2 separate regions of the Drosophila melanogaster genome follow, and region 1 is linked to region 2. The links are chromatin contacts, called in public Hi-C maps. All regions are on one chromosome and are shown on one strand. Each heading gives the region's core, a stretch centred on a gene start, on an enhancer-like site or on the middle of the called end of the contact. The rest is flanking DNA. Distances are from core to core; before and after follow the strand shown. Region 1 holds the start of Nup205 (Nucleoporin 205kD). Region 2 holds the start of Elys (elys,).

The links. A called contact is a pair of places that touch in the nucleus more often than the background predicts.
Region 1: a Hi-C map of the Kc167 cell line shows a contact between it and region 2, with 4 times the contacts expected there. The contact joins the promoter of Nup205 here to the promoter of Elys in region 2. A contact is called at or near these places in 23 of 107 Hi-C or Micro-C datasets (the D17-c3 cell line, the Kc167 cell line, the OSC cell line and 9 more) and 2 of 6 datasets of contacts at active chromatin or transcription factors (both in the Kc167 cell line).

Annotation. Positions count from the first base shown.
Region 1 is chrX:19,850,896-19,854,545 of dm6, reverse strand. It overlaps Nup205 (Nucleoporin 205kD), which reads right to left and starts at 2,332. Exons shown (of 10, transcript NM_167687.3): 1 at 1,977-2,332; 2 at 1,574-1,897; 3 at 1,385-1,486; 4 at 732-1,294; 5 at 167-667; 6 at 1-110. The coding sequence starts at 2,198. It overlaps pico (pico,), which reads left to right and starts at 2,487. Exons shown (of 4, transcript NM_134519.3): 1 at 2,487-3,650. The coding sequence starts at 3,534.
Region 2 is chrX:19,650,336-19,653,883 of dm6, reverse strand. It overlaps Elys (elys,), which reads right to left and starts at 1,579. Exons shown (of 7, transcript NM_134496.3): 1 at 1,326-1,579; 2 at 622-1,257; 3 at 246-562; 4 at 1-191. The coding sequence starts at 1,428. It overlaps Ranbp21 (Ranbp21,), which reads left to right and starts at 1,615. Exons shown (of 2, transcript NM_001298524.1): 1 at 1,615-2,481; 2 at 2,567-3,548. The coding sequence starts at 2,584.

The sequences.
Region 1 (3,650 bases), core at 1,083-3,582, 200 kb before region 2:
CCACCAGATGCTCCGCCTCTCGCTGCGTAATGGCCTTTGGTGTCGATCGGGTGCGGTAAATGGTCTCGCCGCTCATGCCGATGTTGGTGTTAAAGTCGTTGCGCATCGAACTAGAAGATAGTGATCTTCAGAGAGATCTTCAATACCAGATTTGAGTCACACTTACGTATAGTAGTTGCCCAGGGTGGTGAAGAAGTGATCCCAGCTAACCGCATACTTGCCGCCGGTGGCCATCTGGGGCACCCTAAGCATGTTGAAGGCGCATCGAGCCGAGAAATCGGTCCGTGTAAGTCCGGATATCATCTTGAGGTAGGCCTTGAACAGCGTCTGTGGCAGCAGGTCGCTGGCCAAGCTAATGAACTTGAACAGCGACACCGAGCGCGAGGTGTTCTTGAATGCCGTAGAGCCGTTGGGATCGCCGGGGCCCCAGTACTCGTTGCACAGCCTGATGGTGACGCGCGGATCGCCGTGCATCTTGGCCACGCACAGCATGAGCAGCTCAAAGTTGGAGTCCAAGTTGGGCGGCGGTTCCAGACCCTCGTTTAGGAAGCTGATGATCGTGTGTGACGACTCGTCTGCTCGGCCGCGCAGCTCCGACACCTTGGAGTTCATGAAGTCGATGAAGTCCGTGATGAGCAGATGGACGCGGCGGTAGAAGAACTGCGTGCTGTCAGCACAAATGATGATTAGCTTGCGAATCGGCAATTGACACTTCAGTTGTCAGTACTCACCTATAGACCAGATCCTTCTCGAGCAGCAAGCTGTGGAAGAAGACGAATACCTGCGCTCCCAGTGCCTCGTCGATGAGCATCTCATCGCGATTGATGATCGAGATGGCGGTGGCCTGAAGCTGCAAAGGTGCATGCCGCAGGCTGGCCAGCGTTAGTCCGAAGCTGTAGGCAATGATGGCATTCAGGCGCGGTGCTTGCCAGCTGCTCTGCGCGTACAGCTCCTCCAGGAAGCACTCGGCGAACTCGCGATCGCTGAAGATCGGAAGTCGGGTTGTGTGCTCATTGGGTTCCTCGGTGACCAGCAGCATGGAGGTATCGTACGCATACAGCAGAGCCATCAGCATGATCAGGGTCACGTCGTCCATGTTGCCGCCCGCGTCGTGGTTCTTTCGGTTGGCCAATTGGTGCATCAGCCGAATGGCAATGTGTCGCGGCAGGCCGCGTTGTGCCGACCAATTGAACAGGGCCATTGCCAATGCCTGTTGAATGTCCTCGTATAGGCCGAGCACCTGGTTCTGATGCTTCTTGGAGCCAAACGCGCGGTTTGTGGTCAGCATAGCGCACTGCGAACGTTGGACAACAAATGAATAACAATTTGCGAAGGAAGATATGCAATTTCAGAGAATTTCAGAAACAGGCGCATACAAACCCACCTCCTTGTCGACATCCATCTCCTCGAGCAGCTGCAGCAGGCGTCCCAGTATCCCAGAGCCGTCGACAAGGCTCTCGGCATAGTTAGTGACCAGACCGGTGATCTGCGTGCGTAGAACGATAATCAGGGTCAGTGAATCTCTCTTTCAGCGGCACTGCGATGCCTGCGATGTCGAAATCTCGAAACTTACCTCCTTGGGCAGTTCGGTGTTCCACGAGACGCCGCTAACCACCTGGAACATGTCGCGAAGCGTGCAGCTGATGGCCTTTCGTCCATCGTAGTAGAGCAGCACCGCGACAAGGCCTCTGGACAGGCCGGGATGATGCTTCTGCTGGCGCTGTGCGGTGCACAGCAGCTCCACGGCGAAACCCTCGTCCAGATCGAACATGTCGGACAGAATGACCGCCTCGTCGGCCAGGTCCTGTGACATCTTTGTCTTTCGCGAATGCCCCTGCATCGGGACGCCTTCGTTGAGGGCATTTCGTAGGAGATTGCGGCTCTTCTCGCTTCTCGGCTGCCGACATTTTCAATAATGGATTATCAATAATTAGTTAAATCTACGGATCTGCAAGCGCTTGTTTTGCTATACCCACCGGATTGCGCAGCAAGTTGCTGAAGTTGTGCTTGTACTTCTTGAGGCACTGCTCCAGATCCGAGGTGAAGCCACTGCGATTGGACACCGCGGTCTGAAAAGTGTTGTACAAATGCTTGTACGGCGTCCACATGTCCTCGATTACAGCTGTGGACGCATGGGTGGCATTAGTGATTTGGCGACCCACGCACATCTGCTCGTTGGCCAGGCACTCACCATCCATTTCACTTGGTTTTGCGGTTCGCTCAGTTCACGCAGTTCTTGCTGATTCGCAGTTATTGACTATAAAACGCGGCAAGATTGCTTCGCTTTGCGACAAGGCGCCGGTTACCAGGGCTGGGTGCTGCAAATACTGGAAAACACAGATGTTCACCACCGTACGAACTCACCACGCTCGTACGCGCTTCGGTGCTTGTGCCCGCTAACTGCGGTTGCTGCGCTGGCTAAACGGTTGATTCGAACCAAGTCAATCGGAAAATCGATGCTTATCGAACGATAATCGAGGCGCTGCATCGGTGCGTTGTCGCACCACTAACTAACACAACTTCAGTGCGGCGCGGGCGGGGCGTTTTCGTGAAAATCTACGCACGGACTTTTCGTAGTTACCCGATAGTAGCATCCATTTGTTTTGTTCCGATTCGCGTTTTTTTTTTTTTCTGTTCTCCGCCACTTGATTTGGCCAGCGAACGCACTGCCCAAGTGGTGTCCTGTTCGCATTGTGAGTGAATCACCGATGGCCGCGGGCAGGCTGAACTGCACCATAGTGGGATGCTGGTTCTGGCTGTCGATGCAAGTGGATGTGGAAGTGGATGTAGAAGTGTAAATGCAAATGCAATCGGCGCAGTTCGGCTGCAATAAATGCCAAAAGGGATACTAACTGCCAAAGCCAGTGCAATTGGAAGGAAAATTCAAATTTCATTGGGAATTATTCGAATTGGAATTGAATTTGTAACTGGAGTTGGAGTTCAGAGTACTTGGTACTGGGTGTGCGAGAGCGACAGAGAGGAAGAGAGGCAGTGCAAGTGTGTGGGGGTAGCAGTCACACAGGCACACACGAACATACTCACAACTCCAGTGCATAAAACTCCAAACTGCGTTCGCCTCTCTCTTTTCGTTTCGCTTGCTCTCTCCCCTACGTTCGCCCACGCAACGCCTGGCGAGCGAGAGAGAGAGCGGTATAGAAGAGCAAGGGAGCCAGAGCGAGAGAGCAAGGAAGTGGTTTTTCCACCGAAAATATGGACAAAGGCAAACTGCAGAGTTAGCTGAAAATAAAAAAAAATAAAAAAAAGGAACAAGACACAAACAGTGACTGAAATAGCGGTTAACAGCGCTCCCTTACGGCGAATCGTTGAAATTCAAGACGGAGAGCTATCGCATTTCTTCAATTATGTCTGTTTCGCTTTTCATTCCGCTGCAGTAAGCGATCGCGCGAAGGAGCAGCAATACAGAGAGCGAGATTTGGAGAGAGAGAGAGAGAGATAGAGAGTGCGCTCCCAATTGACGACTCCACTCCACTCCCACACACACTTAACCCCGCCCCCTCGCACCCGTAATTACTATGGATTGTGGTGGTATTGCGGCACATCAGCAACAACAACTACAACAGCAACAACTGCACTTACTCCAGCAACAGCTACAACAACAACACCACCAGCAGCAGCGGCAACAACAACAG
Region 2 (3,548 bases), core at 330-2,829:
TTGTACCACTGATTAATGTCGAACAGGACTAGCTTGTTCTTTTTATCTGCACTTGAGTGCCACGAGATGACAATCAGCAGCGTTCCGTTGTCGCCGGCAAAACTGAAAGTAGACGCCGTGGCGCAGCCGATCACGGAGCAGATGCCTCCGTCCAAGATTTGGCGGTTGCGCACGGTTCTAGAACGGTAGTCCTGCGAAGCAAGAAGTCAATATTGGTCTGTGCGTGACGGCTCAAGATTTCTCACCTTAAAACGGATCGTGTGGGTTTCCCGGTCCCGGTACGAGCCCCTGTAGCAGACCGAGTGCAGCATCATTTGCAGGACGTCGATATTTTGGTACAATGCACAGATGTAGAAACAGGGTTTGGGGTCATCCGGTGGCATAATGAGGCACATTCGCTTCACTGCTCTATTGACCCCTTTCCTTTTTACTGGCGAATTCAGATCAGTGGTCACGTCGAAGTTGATTAGGTCGTAGATCAGGATTCGGCCGTCTTCTAGACCAGCAGCATAGCCGGGCGCCATGCTAATGCCCATAAGGCAACTGATTCCAATGGATGCCACTGTTGGTAAATTGAAGGTTAACCTAGCTACCATGGCACACTGGCAGTGACAGACTCACCGTCCATCCGCACAGCCAAGTGAGCCCCTTTGGAGCGACAATGGGTCAGCTTGGAGCTGAGTTGCCTCTTGGACTCCTCGGAGGATACAAAGTATAGGTTCCCGTCCGACGGCTCATCTTTGGAACTGGGGGAGCAAAGGCTGCGCCTTTGGGTACTCGCCTGCAGGCTGTCGCTGTTCAGATCAACCAACAGCACAGTGCCTTCCTCGGTGGCCACGGCCAGACAGCCTTTAAACCGTCTCAGTCGCGTGAGTCCATAGATTCTTTTATCGAGGAACGTCAGCGCGCTGCACGTTATACCGTGAAGGTCGAAGCGGCGGAGCACCTGACTGTTGCGAATGGCATAGATGAGCACCTGCGTGCTCAACGGGCAGTCGATGGGTCTCTGATCGCCGCTGTTCCATGACTCCAGGCAGATGGCTAGCATAGCGGGGCGTTCGTGTTCGCCGGGGAAGAGCTCCTCCACGCAGCGAATGCTTTTGCGCGGCCCCAGATCATCGGATTCGCTCCAGAAGCAGTGCCAAGAAAGGTAATCGCCGGTGGACATGCTGCAGACCAGCAAAGTGGCATCGCTTCCATACCGCCAGGTCACCCAGCCCCATTGCCCGTCGCGTATGATGCCGCCCAGGTATTCGGCTGTAAAGGGATAGCGGAGATTCTTGGTGAATCGGTTTCGGCACACGCCGTATTTTGTGCACACTTACCGGCGTCCAAATGTGCCGACGGCTCCCGGCCAAATCCGGGTACTATGCGCTCCGGGAACGCAATCGTGCGGCTACCGTCCAACTCCACTTCGTGCCACTCCATCTCTATTTCATCAATGCCGGCCGCTTGCAAATAAAAATAAAATTATAAATACAGCGCTCTTGCACCGATTGATCGGCGTGTATGTTTTGTGTGTGCGTGAGTGTGTGAGTGCCTGAGCGGCCTGGCGTTGCCGCCTCGATTTGGCATACAAAAAAACCGTTGTTTTGCTTGTCGTGTATGCACGCTGAGTGGCCCAGTGCTGGCTAACGTCCGACAGAGATTCGCAAATTTAGCGATGGCAAGGACTTGAGTTACTAGTTACCATATATTTCTGTACATTTTCAATTTTTTCTATATACATGCTTAAACAAGTTTGTAACTGAGAGGCAAGCCAATCATTTGAAGAAAAGACTAGAAGCCGGCACTTGCAGCCTGGCAACTTCAACACCAGCAGACTGGCAACGCTGCAGAATTGCGAAAATATTGCGCGAATTTCATAAGGAACTCAACCGGCTGGCTTTGCATTTGAAGTCCGAATGAACACAGATAGTAGCAACCTTGAAGCGTAATGCCTTGTATCACTCAATTCAGGCATATATAGCTCCGAGTCAAGCTCTTAGTACATACAATAGCAACAATACTATCTGGCAACTTTCGTGCGCCGCTTGTCAACCCTGTCCCGTGCGATTTGCTGCACATTGTTCTAAAACAACCCAGCCGGAAAAGCGGTTTCAGTAGTGGTCTACTTCTATATGCGACTCAAATGTGAGAGACCTGACCAGAGGCTGTGTTCCAGGCAATAGGCGCTACCCAGGGCGATCATCGGTGCCCACAGGCAATCCCAACCAGAACACCAACACACCACAATCCCAGCTCACGCATTCCGCATTTCGCACACGGAACAGACCACACAACACACAGCACATAGCACATAGCACACACGCACACAGGTAGCGGCAGCTCTTTTAATCTTCCAAAACGTTGTCTGGCTCGCTGGCTGGTTGGCTGGCTCCACAAAAGCATTGGTCACAGACAACGCACGAGGGGATCGCGGCGGAGATCGAGAGGCTAGGCGAGATTTGGGTTTCGAGCGGTGGGCAGGGGCAAGCAGAGGTAAGTGGAGCACATGGCGCCCGTTGCAGGAAGAAGCCGCACCCAGGAAATTTGTTTCAATTCCAATCTAACGCAATACCCACAGGTAGACGCTAGCTAGCGATGTCCCAGCACGGAGGCACCGAGGCTCTGGCCGCCGAACTGGCCTCGGCCATCGATCTAGTCATGAACCCGATGACACAGCAACAGGCGCGCCTGGAGGCCTACATGGCCTGTGAGCGGTTTAAGGAGGAGTCGCCAATGTGCGCCCAGGTGGGCCTATTCCTGGCCAGCTCGCCGCAGTCTAACCAGCAAGTGCGACACTTTGGCCTGCAGCTGATCGAGTACACAATCAAGTACCGATGGAATTGCATTACGCACGAGGAGAAGGTGTACATTAAGGACAATGCCATCAAGATGCTGAACGTGGGCGTGGGCCCGGCGGAGGACCGCTCGCTGCTGCCCACGAAGGACGCGCTGTCGCGCATCATCGTCGAGATGATCAAGCGCGAGTGGCCGCAGCAGTGGTCCGACCTGCTGCCGGAGCTAAGCCAGGCCTGCACCAAGGGCGAGGCCCAAACGGAGCTGGTGCTTCTGGTCTTCTTGCGACTGGTGGAGGACGTGGCCCTATTACAGACAATCGAGTCGAATCAGCGGCGAAAGGACATGTACCAGGCGCTAAACAACAACATGAACGACATCTTCGAGTTCTTCCTGCGCCTGGTGGAGCAGCATGTGACTGCGTTCCGCGAGACAACGCGTCTGTGCAACTACACCAAGGCGAACGCGCACAGCCGTGTCGTCGAGATGGTACTGCTCACGCTGAGCGGCTTCGTCGAGTGGGTCAGCATCCAGCACATCATGTCCAGCAATGGCAAACTGATGCACTTCCTCTGCATCCTGCTCAACGACAAAGCATTCCAATGCAATGCGGCCGAGTGCCTGGCGCAGATCACGAACCGCAAGGGCCAGACCAAGGAGCGAAAGCCGTTGCTTCAGCTGTTCAACGAGGAGCCGCTGCGCTACATCTACCAGGCCAGTCAGATACCGGCCGACACAAGTTCCACACTGGCCGTCGAGCAGCACCT